Regions from separate parts of the Gossypium hirsutum genome. Here region 1 is linked to region 2. A link is a contact called in public Hi-C data. All regions are on one chromosome and are shown on one strand. Each heading gives the region's core, a stretch centred on a gene start, on an enhancer-like site or on the middle of the called end of the contact. The rest is flanking DNA. Distances are from core to core; before and after follow the strand shown. Region 1 holds the start of LOC107917798 (carbon catabolite repressor protein 4 homolog 6). Region 2 holds the start of LOC107917721 (leucine-rich repeat-containing G-protein coupled receptor 4).

The links. A called contact is a pair of places that touch in the nucleus more often than the background predicts.
Region 1: a Hi-C map of leaf shows a contact between it and region 2, with 2.1 times the contacts expected there. The contact joins the promoter of LOC107917798 here to the promoter of LOC107917721 in region 2. A contact is called at or near these places in 5 of 34 Hi-C or Micro-C datasets (callus, hypocotyl and leaf).

What each region holds. Positions count from the first base shown.
Region 1 is chrA08:32,187,190-32,192,620 of Gossypium_hirsutum_v2.1, reverse strand. LOC107917798 (carbon catabolite repressor protein 4 homolog 6) reads left to right here and starts at 1,306. Exons shown (of 15, transcript XM_016847114.2): 1 at 1,306-1,517; 2 at 1,603-1,981; 3 at 2,219-2,382; 4 at 2,894-2,959; 5 at 3,124-3,176; 6 at 3,889-3,970; 7 at 4,103-4,149; 8 at 4,599-4,680. The coding sequence starts at 1,431.
Region 2 is chrA08:31,710,691-31,716,785 of Gossypium_hirsutum_v2.1, reverse strand. It overlaps LOC107917721 (leucine-rich repeat-containing G-protein coupled receptor 4), which reads left to right and starts at 3,872. Exons shown (of 16, transcript XM_016847006.2): 1 at 3,872-4,021; 2 at 4,923-5,252; 3 at 5,341-5,469; 4 at 5,564-5,771. The coding sequence starts at 5,055.

The DNA of each region.
Region 1 (5,431 bases), core at 57-2,556, 480 kb before region 2:
TCAATTCACCCAAAATTATTCTCAAAAGTAGCAAAAAATATTCTGAAATTTATCAAGTTTCTTGAATCAAGATTTTCAATCAATGAATTTATAGCGAATCAAAGGTAATCTTCAATCCTAAACTTGTTTTTATGTGATTAGAAACATTTTTACATGATTTGAGAGTCAATTAAATGATTTTTATCAATGTCATCTTCTTACAAGAACACATGGTTCTTTAATAGTAGATCTTGAATTTTGAGAGGAAATCCACAAATCAATGGATGTTCCAACTCAAAATTATTTTTGGGATGTTACAGGAGTAATGAATCTCTTAACTGGAATAATCAACTATCATCGTTTATGAAGAAGAAATAACTAAAATACTTCAATAATATAAAAGAAATCTTGGATCGAAATCGATTCAAAGAAAAATAAAAAACAATGAGTTTATGAAAACTGAAAGAAAACTAAGTTTAATCTTACTCCTAATCTACGAGGGTTTTTGAATGCGTTTAAGTCGACTTAATTACATCAAACCCCTAAGATCTTTTTTACAGGAGTGTTGGTAGCTAGAATTAGGTTTTTGGCATGTCCTAGGTCTTCATATAAAGTTGGTTGTGTAGACGATAATAACCCCGAAAGACTTGGTGGAGATTGTTAGAGTTATGTGACCCAAATTCCTATTAAATAAGAAATTGCTCTTAAGTAAGTTAAACAAAGTATATTTTCTTTTTAGAAGATTAAGCTCTTTTACAACCTTTTTTGGAGAATTTTGTGTTAACATTTTGAGGGTTCTTTATTTTTGAGTTTTGGGATTTAGTTATCTCCATCTTTTATACTATTCGTTCTTTTATCATTATAGTAAAATTATCTTTACCTGTGATTTTTTATTTACTTTTGAGAGATTTTCCACGTTAAATTTGTATGTTCAAATTCTCAATTTCTTTCGCTATTTTTACTTATTCGTTCTTTAATTGAGTCGATCCCCAATACCCACCAATAATGATAGATCAATGCCTCCAACTCTTTAAAAAAAATACCCGTTTATAAAAAAATGCCAGGGAGTAAAAAACAAGGCATTAACTATTTTAAAATATATGCATTAAGTAACTTTTTCCTCATATTATTATACAATTAACAAAAAGGAGCTTAATATAACATATTTACTTATTTAAAATTCATTTTCCTCATAATTTGAACTAATTTTTATTTTAATATTAAATATATTTTAAATATTATTAATTAATTTCTAATTTTAAATATTATTAATTAATTTCTAATCATATATTTTTATTATTTATCGAATATTATTGTGAAACATAAATTATGTCCTAAATGTTTTGCATGCTAGAGTTTCTAGTAATTTGCACGATTGATATTATTATTATTATTAGTTGATTCCAGCCGCTTACCGCTCTGGTTCCACTTCACTGAAACAGTTTCTTTCGATGCGGCGTTGTCCTCATCTACTGCTCAAATTCCTTGCCGCCACTGCTACAGCCGACACCACCGCCATGTTCTCTTACCAACGTCCCGTACTTCATCTCCTCTCAAACACATTGCCCTGTGTATTATATTTCCATCTATGTGCGCTAACATTCAAATTTCTAACTGTAACAGCATCGAGGCGGTCGAAATCAATGGGGCAGAAGCTTCTCCGACCGAACCAACAGCGGCGGAAGAGGCCATCTACTTACAGGGGATTCGAACTTGGACTCTGTTGGAGAAGCGAACTTAGGTTTCCGTCGAGGAAATTTCTCCAACCAAAACTCCTTTCAGTCTCAGCAGTTCGGTTATAACCCTAGGCCTTCATCTCCTTACAACCAAAACCAACAGTTTTTTCGCCAACCTCCTCCGGCTCGTCCGTACAACCGTTGTCAACCGCCACGTCATCCATTTGGTCAAAATCCTGCGCCTAAGCCTTTCCGTCCCCGCAATTCCAAGCCCTGGGATTACCGGGAATGGAAGTACGCAGGAACTCCGCCGCCTCCGCGTTCTGGTAATTAATATCAGTATGCTTAATCTCTGTTTTCCATCGCTTCTGTTTCTTCAAAGAGAAAAAAAAAACTTTTAAAAAGAAAATATCGTGAATTTGTTCCTTTTCTCTGTAAAAGAAATTTAGCAAAATTTTGAAGCAGACAAGCAAATAGCAGAGAGTAAGTAGTAACAGCAGAAACCAAATTGAAAGATAGCTTATTTAGTTGTTTTGATTAATTTTTATATATATCATTTGCAGATAAGTTTGTTGTCCTTTCATATAATGTATTGGCGGATTACCTTGCTAGTACCCATCGGAATCTTTACTTCCATATACCTTTCCATATGATGAATTGGGAGTGGAGGATGAGGAATTTAATGTTTGAGATCAGTTTATGGTCAGCTGATATTTTGTGCTTTCAGGTTATCCTTTATCCCTCTTCTATGTTTCAGAACTGTAATCAAGTTTGACATATGCGAACAAAATATGGAGGCCTGTAATTTGATTCCATTTTTATCTTGAAAATTATTGATTTGCTAGAAGCTTGCTCTATCTATAATTAGTATAATAAATAGGTTGTAAGTCCAGTCCTTAGCCTCTCATTAAAAGGTTTTTGTTTTTGTTCTCTTACATCCGTTTAGTTTCTGCATACCGCCACCAGCATTGATAAATTTTTGAGGCTTTTGAAAAATAGATGAGCAGTAAATGAGTGTTTCCATTAGCGACTTAATTATGGACTATAATTACTCCTATTCTCATGGTAAAAGCAATGTTATAGGGTGTGCTAGGGTTTATAGTCTTGCTAACTTGGCCGGGAGTGTCTTTATTTACTTATTTTTAAGTGTGACTGCTTGTTCCTCTTTTGGCGGGTAGCTAATGGGGTGTATTATCGTTTAATATGAAATGTTATGTTTCCTTTTACTATGTTTTCAGGAGGTTGATAGATTTCATGACATGGAGGAGCAGTTGAATTCCATGGGATATAATGGCATTTGGAAGGTTTGCTATGTCATGATTTTTAGAGATAAAAATTCTATCCTAACTGTGACTTCTGTCTTCCGTTTGTATTCAACACAGAAATGGCATGCTTTTACTTGATGTGCATCCAAACAACCTTGCCCTGGAGAGCAGAAATCTGACTTATTTATTGGGCCATTTTGCAGATGCGAACTGGGAGAGCAATTGATGGTTGTGCAATCTTTTGGCGAACATCAAGGTCATTATACCTTCACATTTTATTAGTCTATAGTGGTGTGAGGTCTAATTTGTTGACTGGTGATTTGGTCCTTTATTTTATTTACTGCATGAATCTTATCAATTATCATCTTAAACAGGAGGTCAGCTGTTTGTTTTATTGCTGTTGTTACGCATTTTGTCATTTTCAAGATCCACGCTACATAATACTTGCTTTATTAATGTGCCTTGCAGTTGATTGCTTTCCACTTTAAAGCTATGCAATATTATAGGTCATAGATTAACACTGAGAGAACACAAACCATATTTCTAAATCTATCCGCCATGATCTCAGAACAAGTGGCTACAATAGCGAAATTACATATTTTTAAAATTAATATTTCCATATAAATATATTTATGTGAATGTAATTGAGATATATGTACATGTGTATAACACACATTAAAAAATAATTAAAAAAATACCGATAAACTTGAAACGATTCCTCGCAATACATTGTTACTAGTATATAATAGTACCAGAACAAAAATGGTACGTTTGTCCTGACTACTTTGGTTAAGCTACGTATTGCTTTTATCCATTTGAGATTTTGAATTCTTTGTTTTTCTTTCAGCCCTCTCAAACTTTTGTTTTAGATTATGTGATAATTCCTTGTTGATGTCAGATTAGACCCCTTATCATATATTTCATTGGGTATTGTAGCATTAATATTCATCTGATGATTTTCATATTAGGTTCAAGTTGCTTCATGAAGAATCTATAGAGTTCAACAAGCATGAACTTCGAGATAATGTTGCCCAAATATGTGTTCTTGAGGTCCACTACAACTTTCTTGTTCAATCTTGAAATTGCAATTTTAATATGGTTTTTGTGGTTGGGTTTCATCTTGACTTTCTTTGTTTTCCTTAACATTGCCTTAATTGCTATTTATTTACTCTTTCCCCATAGTTGTTGAGCCAAAGCCCCCCCCAAAATACAGCAGCACCATTAAAAAGGTAATAAAAGAAGTTTATGGTTTAAATCTAATACCTTTATAACAGAATGTCATGTAATTGTTTCTTATTTAATTTGACATGAAATTTTCTTCTACGCGGAGTCCCCAAAGGGACGCCGTAGATGTAGAATTTCAAAATCTAATGTGGAGTTATGAGTTCAAATCTTGGGAAGGGTGGAATCTATGATATGAGAGAGGGCTACCTTTTATTATGTAGCATGAGATCTTATGTGCCAAAAAATTTAGATTACGTACTAGAAGAGTTAAAATCCAGTTATTTTCCTACCATTTTTCATATGCTTCTTGTGTTTTGTCGTAATGGTGCTCAATGTTAAGGATCATGATTTGGGGCTTTTTGCTTGTGCTCGTATGCCGTATGTGCTTTTCTGTTAAAACAAAATTGAATTTTGTATCATTCAATTATTAAAAAATATTAGCATTTATTTGCAGCTCAACAAATTCAAATAAAGTTGTCATTTGTAACATTCACGTGCTATATAATCCAAGAAGAGGAGAAATTAAGCTTGGCCAGGTATTTAATTTTCTAGAGCTAGTTATTTGGTATCTTTCTTTTTCTACTTTTTGAAATGCTTTTCTTGTCACCTCCTTGGAGGCCTTGATTCTTGATTACACCACATTCACTATAAGAATCAATCTTTTTGCTCATTTGCAAGATTTTCAAGATTGATCACTAAGCATTTCGTATAACTTGAGGTTATTTTGCCATGTCAAGTTCTTTATTTTTGTGTTCATATTTTGCTTGAGTTGCTCTACCTTGTATGATGTAACACTTATGTAGATTTTGTTGCAAATGTGTAAAATCCCAAGATCTATGCAAATATCAATTGTGGATAGCATAGAGCTCAAAAACATTTGAATTACTTTGGCCTTGCTTATTTAGTTGGAGAAATCATCAGTTGCTTGGACTCACTAAAATAGGAGCCACAATAATGTCAAGATGACATGGTACGGATAAGGGTACCCAATATGGGTTGGATTTGTCAAACTTGTGATTGGGTGAGAAGAGCAAAGAAAGAAAGAAGAAAATGAAGAGAAAAAGGATGAGAAAAGAAAGAAAAAGTTATACGAAAATCACGAAAATCAAGGGAGTAAAAGTAACACATTAGAGATGTTGAGAGAAAGATGATAATTCTATTGAAAGATGATAATTCTATTGATTTGTGTGGTAGTTATGCACTTGTTACAGGTTTTGTACAAGGAAATAAATCAATGAAATTAATCTAATTAATCCCTAAAATCTGCTATTCCTACTGATCAACTAA
Region 2 (6,095 bases), core at 2,623-5,122:
TGAAATCTAATAAATGTGTAAATTAAATACATTTTCTCATAAATTCTTTTACAAAAAAGTTGTCATAATTTTAACGGAATTAGAATTGGATTAAGAAAATTATTTAATAGAAAATTAATTAATTTAATAAATAATGTCTATTTTAAGAAATAGAAAAACATGTAACGGGTTGGATTAAATTATAAAGTGTTGGGTTAAAGTCCAAGTATATATAATTGGACCAAATACAGGAGAGGCCTAAATCTCCATCATAATACATATGAGAGGAAACACACCCAATTAGTCGCTTATCTCTTCTAGTTCAACTAGGGGATTGGTTTTTTTTTTCTATTAAATAGACATTAAATGCATTCTACTAATTCAACTAGAGTTTCACTTCTTTTCCCTATAAATAGATGACATCGATAAGACTAAAAATAGAATATGTTACTCACAACTTTTGAGATATTGTTATATTACCTGAAAATAGTGAGAATTTATTTCTAAGTATAAATTCTATTTTTTGAGAATAACAATTCTACCAATTTCTATAAGAGAGAAAGTTTTACTTTCCCACTGAAAGTAAAGAAAATATTTTCACTTTCCCACTGAAAGTAAAGAAAATATTTTCTAGTTTTGTGTTTAACTCAAAAGTGTTCAAGCCCACACTCGAAGTAATTCGTGGTACGAGAATAGAGGAGAAGGTCATTCGATTGAAAGCCGAGAATGACAAAGATCCTTCTAGCCAAAGCATAAGTACAATTTCGGGAAAAAGTTTATTACTATAAGTATCACAAATCAGCTTGTTTTTCAAATTTTATTTTTTTACTGTGTAAGAAAATCATTTTCAAACTAGATTTTTTCCAACAGACTTATGATTGGCTTGGCAAAGACATAGGGGCCCTTTTATAGTTTGGGAGCAAGTAAGCCGAAGGGCTTACAAACCAGAGTTGGTGGCAATACTCAAGGTTAACCTAGTGTTCAATGTGGGCAAGTAAGAGGGGTGGGCTCTTGTGAACAAGATGTACAAGTGAGAAATATAGTTTGAGTTAGGCAAAGACAGAGACATAAGTTGAGGCAAATGTTTTGAGGGGCAAAACTAACTGAAAGAGAGACTAGTTGGGAATCGAACGAGGCATTGAAACAGTTCCAAGATGAGCCAAACTAGTGTCATTCCGAGGACGCGACGAGGGCATTGCGAGAATGGGTAGGGAGAATGTCACAAGTCATAGATTAAAACCCGTGAAAAATGCCCATAAAGCATCTCATGGAGGACAACTGATTAAATGAGGCTCATTGACCTACTTGAATTGGCCCAATTTGTGGAATACATGGATAATCCCATCTACTTGAAGCCTTGGTGGCCCAGTGAAACACTCTAGTTAAACTAGAGTTACCATAGTGAATATTGTAAATCCTAAAGGATAAGATTGTATAGAATTTAAATCCCTTAGGACTCCCATCTTGTAAATAGGAACTAATCTCAATCATTGATGTAACTCAAATTGTACCATTGGATCTAGGGAAGCTTAACTATAAATAGAGCCCTTCCCTTTATTTGTAATCATCCCATTGTATCACATTCTTGAGTTAAAGAAAATTTTTGAGAGCATGTACTCAAAAACTTGGCGTGCTTAGTTTTCTTGTGGCTTTTGTGTTTGATTTGAGTTCCTTTGCCTTGTGAGTTTGCTTCCTCTATACTTTGGTATCTTAGAGAATTTCTGTAAGAAATCTCATCCTTCGAGAGATAGGCTGACTTAGGCGAACTAGAAGTAAAGAAATCACCTAAGGTCGCATGGTTTGCCAGACTTAATTTCTAGCCCTGTGACATAAGAAAGGTCTAGTTAATACCATTGAATCCTGAGTTAGTGATTACATAGATTGAACAATTGAATGAGAGATAATGAGAGATAATTGATTAATTAGATTAGGTGAAGTTAGAGTTCCAAGTCTTTAAGATTGATTGAGAAACATAGGAAATTTTATTGTTTTATTTAATAATATCTTTATAGTTTGCTTAAGTTTAATTAATAGTAATTAGAATTTATTTTATTGATATGGATTAGATAAAAACTGAATTGTTGGTATTTAGCAACTCAGAATTTGGTCATTATGGGAACGATATCTTCTTATCACTTTGTTACTTGATCGATATGTACACTTGCCTCACGAATTTTCAATCATCATCTATAAAAATATTTAAAATATATATTAAAAGTGAAAAGCTTGATAAGGTTCTATCACTAAGCTTGAATTGCTCAAGCTTGAGCTTGACTTGATAATTATTAAATTGAGTTCAAATTTTTTAAGTCGAACTCAAATAGATTGCAAACACCAATGTCTCATTTATACTTCTACTTTAGGGTGAATTGTAATGAAATAGGAAAACAATATGGTTTAAGGAGGTAAAAAGAAATAGGCTTATTGGTAAATAATGCCCTCAGTGGAAAATAAAAAAAATCAATTAAGCCCTCAACAAAATTTAGCACCTAATTGAGCCCTTAAAGGATGAAATATTAATCAATCAAGCCCTTCTGTTAACATTGACTAGGTTTGACCGTTAAGTCTCGTTGGCGTGGTTGACAAACCAATCGGAAGGTGACACATGGTAGCCACGTGTACATCATGCTGACATGACATTTTGTCATATCAACAAATATTTTTTAAAAAATAAATATTTTAAAAAAATACATCTAGGATGACCTTGGACACATGATTGTCCAGATTCATTTGGATGGCAACACGTGACTACTATGTGTCTTCCGATTGGTCTATCAAACACATTAGCGAATCTTAATGGTTAAACATGGTCAATATTAACAGAGGAGTTTGATTAATTAGTTTTTCATCCTTTAAAGGCTCGATTGGGTGCTAAATTTTGTTGAGGGCTTCATTAATTTTTTAGTTTTCACTGAGGACTTTTTACCAATAAATCGAAGAAATATAATGTAAATAAATAGAATGATAGTTGTAACTTAGGTAATTTATACCAAAAGTTTGGGTTACTCGATGCATGGTTGTTTATTATCGGTCTAGTTATGTTAGTGTGTTGATCTTCTTAATGTGTTTAATGACGAGTTTGCTGGTCTTACAACCTTGATTGCTCATGATCCTTTCTAGCAAGCTTGTTGAATCTTTGTTATTAATAACTAGATTAATTAAATGTTCTAGGCCTTGTGAACTGTTTTTTTATGGATAATCTTTTAGTATCGGATATAACCTAATATGTAAGCCGGTATAAATAGTTTAAAAGTGTATTTTGATAAATGTTGTTTGAATTAGATTGATCTATAGGATTAAGAATCAATTGAGATATTGAATTAATAAGAGAAAAATAAGTTGACTCGCGAACTAATTAACTAACAACTAAATCAATTTTTATAATTTTTAATAATTTATTTACTTTTTATCGTCAAAACCAATTCAATCGATTAAACTGAAATTTATTTTCAATTTCATAAACATTAATTTAAAATTTTCAAAAGACGTTTAAAAGTCACAAAGCAAATAAAAAATATCACTATTTAGGAGTACTAAGAAAACAATTATGTAAATGATGTCACGAGCGTGATCAAATAAAATGTAAAATCATAAGGTAAAGATTTTAAGCAAAATAAATAAATAAATAAAAGAAGACAAGCATGGCGGCTACGTGTATGATGGGTATTGACTAAGTAGCTTGTCGAAGGAGAATATGAAAATAAAATTGGACAAACTTTTTTTTTTCTTTTTTGGTTTACCCTTCTTGCCCGCCCGCTAACCGAAACGGTCCAGCAGAAAGAACAGGGACTAGTGGGACCCACATTACTCATACACCACCACCTGTCCTTTTCCATCAAAATTTCTCCACGTGGCACTCATCAAACGGCTTCAAAGTCTCCACAAACTCCCCCTCACTTCTTCTACTTGTTTCCCCTGCTTTCTTGCTCTTTCAGTTTCACTTCCTCCTCCTCCTCCTCCTCCTTCCATTTCTATTTCTCTGCAAGTGTTTTGCCTTTTTCCGCTCTGATTATGACCTGATGATTATATCTCTCTTTCTAAGGTCTCCTTTTTCTCTCTTCTTTTTTTTTTTGTGAATATGATCGTTATTCGATACTGTGGTCTTTATTTCTTAGGATCTTTTTTCCGTCCTTTCTTCGTTTGATTCCTCAAGAGGAAAAAAAAAGTTAAAAGTTCTTTTATTTTATTTTGCCAAAGCACCAGAATTCAACTATCCTTAGCTCTTCGCTCCTTAAATTGCGAATTTTTATGAGGAAGTTTTTTTTTCTTTATTTTGACGTGTTACATTGATAACCTTTTGTCTTCTTTTTTTTTTTGTAAAAAAAAAATTGTTGATGATAAAGTAGACAGGTAAATGTGGTGTAAAATGTAAAAACACTTCCTGATCATCGTTTCATATGATCTTTTTATTTTTTTAAATGTTTAGTTGCATTTATTAATTTTATTTTATGGTTTAATGAGGGAGGTTATGCGTTGTCCTTTAAATGGGGTTTTGAATACTTATTCTAGGGGTTTGTAATTTATGTATGTTGGCTTTTTCGGGATGCAAGTTAAGAATTAGGTGCAGCTTAATTTGTTATTTAAACACTTAAACGTTCTGTTTCTTAAGCTCTGTTTTTTCCCCTTTAATAACTGTATTTATTTTGAATTAATGCTCACGATGAGATATCCCTTAAACTATTCAAAGCTCGATTTCAGGAACTTCTCTGTAACTGTTGCTTTCGATGGCTCTGATTTTTTTTTCTTTTTTTATGAATCTATAGCCGTTTCTGTTTACCAACGAGAATTTTGCATTCACAATGCTCGGGATGAGTACTGCTAGCTTTGATTTATACATAAGTCCAATGTCACTTATGCGAGATAATGGGTTTGTTGGTCTTTTGGTTTTGCATTCGTTGTACACTTTAAAGAGCTGACTCTCTGATGCTGTTGTTTCTGTTCAGTTGTGTTGTAAGGTGAAGCAGCGTTTAGACTTCAGAGTTCAGACCATGTTTGATGGTTCTAAAATGGGGAGTAAATTGGTTTTTCTTCTTGCTTCATGATATTTATTGATAATTTATTAGACTATTAGTCTAATGGGGGGAGTGTGTTCAAGGAAAAGAGACCAACAGGTCGTTGAAGATGGAATGAGAAGAGGAGTGTCTGGAAGGTACGGAAAAAGTGGTAGTTCAAAGTGGCTTCTAACCTCCTTTTCTCGGCCCATGGTGGTTCACCAGCCTGGATTGGCCAATTGCCCGTCTCTCATGGAATTATGCATCCATAAAATATGCGAAGTAAGTCTTATCACATTGGTATCTGGCATGTCCTTTAGGGGATTTTTTTTTCTTTTTTTCTTGAAATTATATTCTTTTCCTATCACAGGACATCAACCAGTATAGTTCATTCACAATGCTTCCAAAGGATATAAGTCAACAAGTTTTCAACAAGTTGGTTCTATCTCATCTTCTTACTGATGTTTTTCTTCAAAAGTTTCGTGATTGTGCTCTAGAGGTGAGTTTTCCCTAAATGGTTAAAAATGGAGCACCTTTATTTTTTTATGTCTTCACAGAGAATGAAATTTACCTGATTTTCATGGTGTTGACAGGATGTTTGGTTGGGTGAATATCCCGGAGTGCAGGATAGTTGGATGGATGTCATCTCTTCACAAGGAACATCTTTACTTTCTGTTGATCTTTCAGGTTCTGATGTGACAGATATTGGCTTGGGTCTCCTAAAAGAGTGCTCGAGTCTCCAAGCCTTAACTTTTAACCACTGTGAAAATATTTCAGAAATTGGACTGAAGCATATTAGTGGTAATGTTCTATTTCTTTCTTGGTATAGATGTTACCATAGGCCAGTTTCTGGCATTTTCCTAGATTCTAGCTTGACAAGATACTTGTAAAGAATTACAAGTCTTCTGTATATGTTTTTCCTTTTATTTATTTTCTGTAGTAGACCAATGATACTGAAAAGTTGGGGCAGATTCTATTTCAAGGCTTTTCTTTTGCTATTTTGTGCTGTTTCTTATTTAAAATCATATTTCAAAGGGGAACAAAAAAAACCTAAAATAAAGATGGCATGCTTCCAATATAACATGTTTGGAAACCGTTAAGTATGAAGTATCTATTAAATGTGTT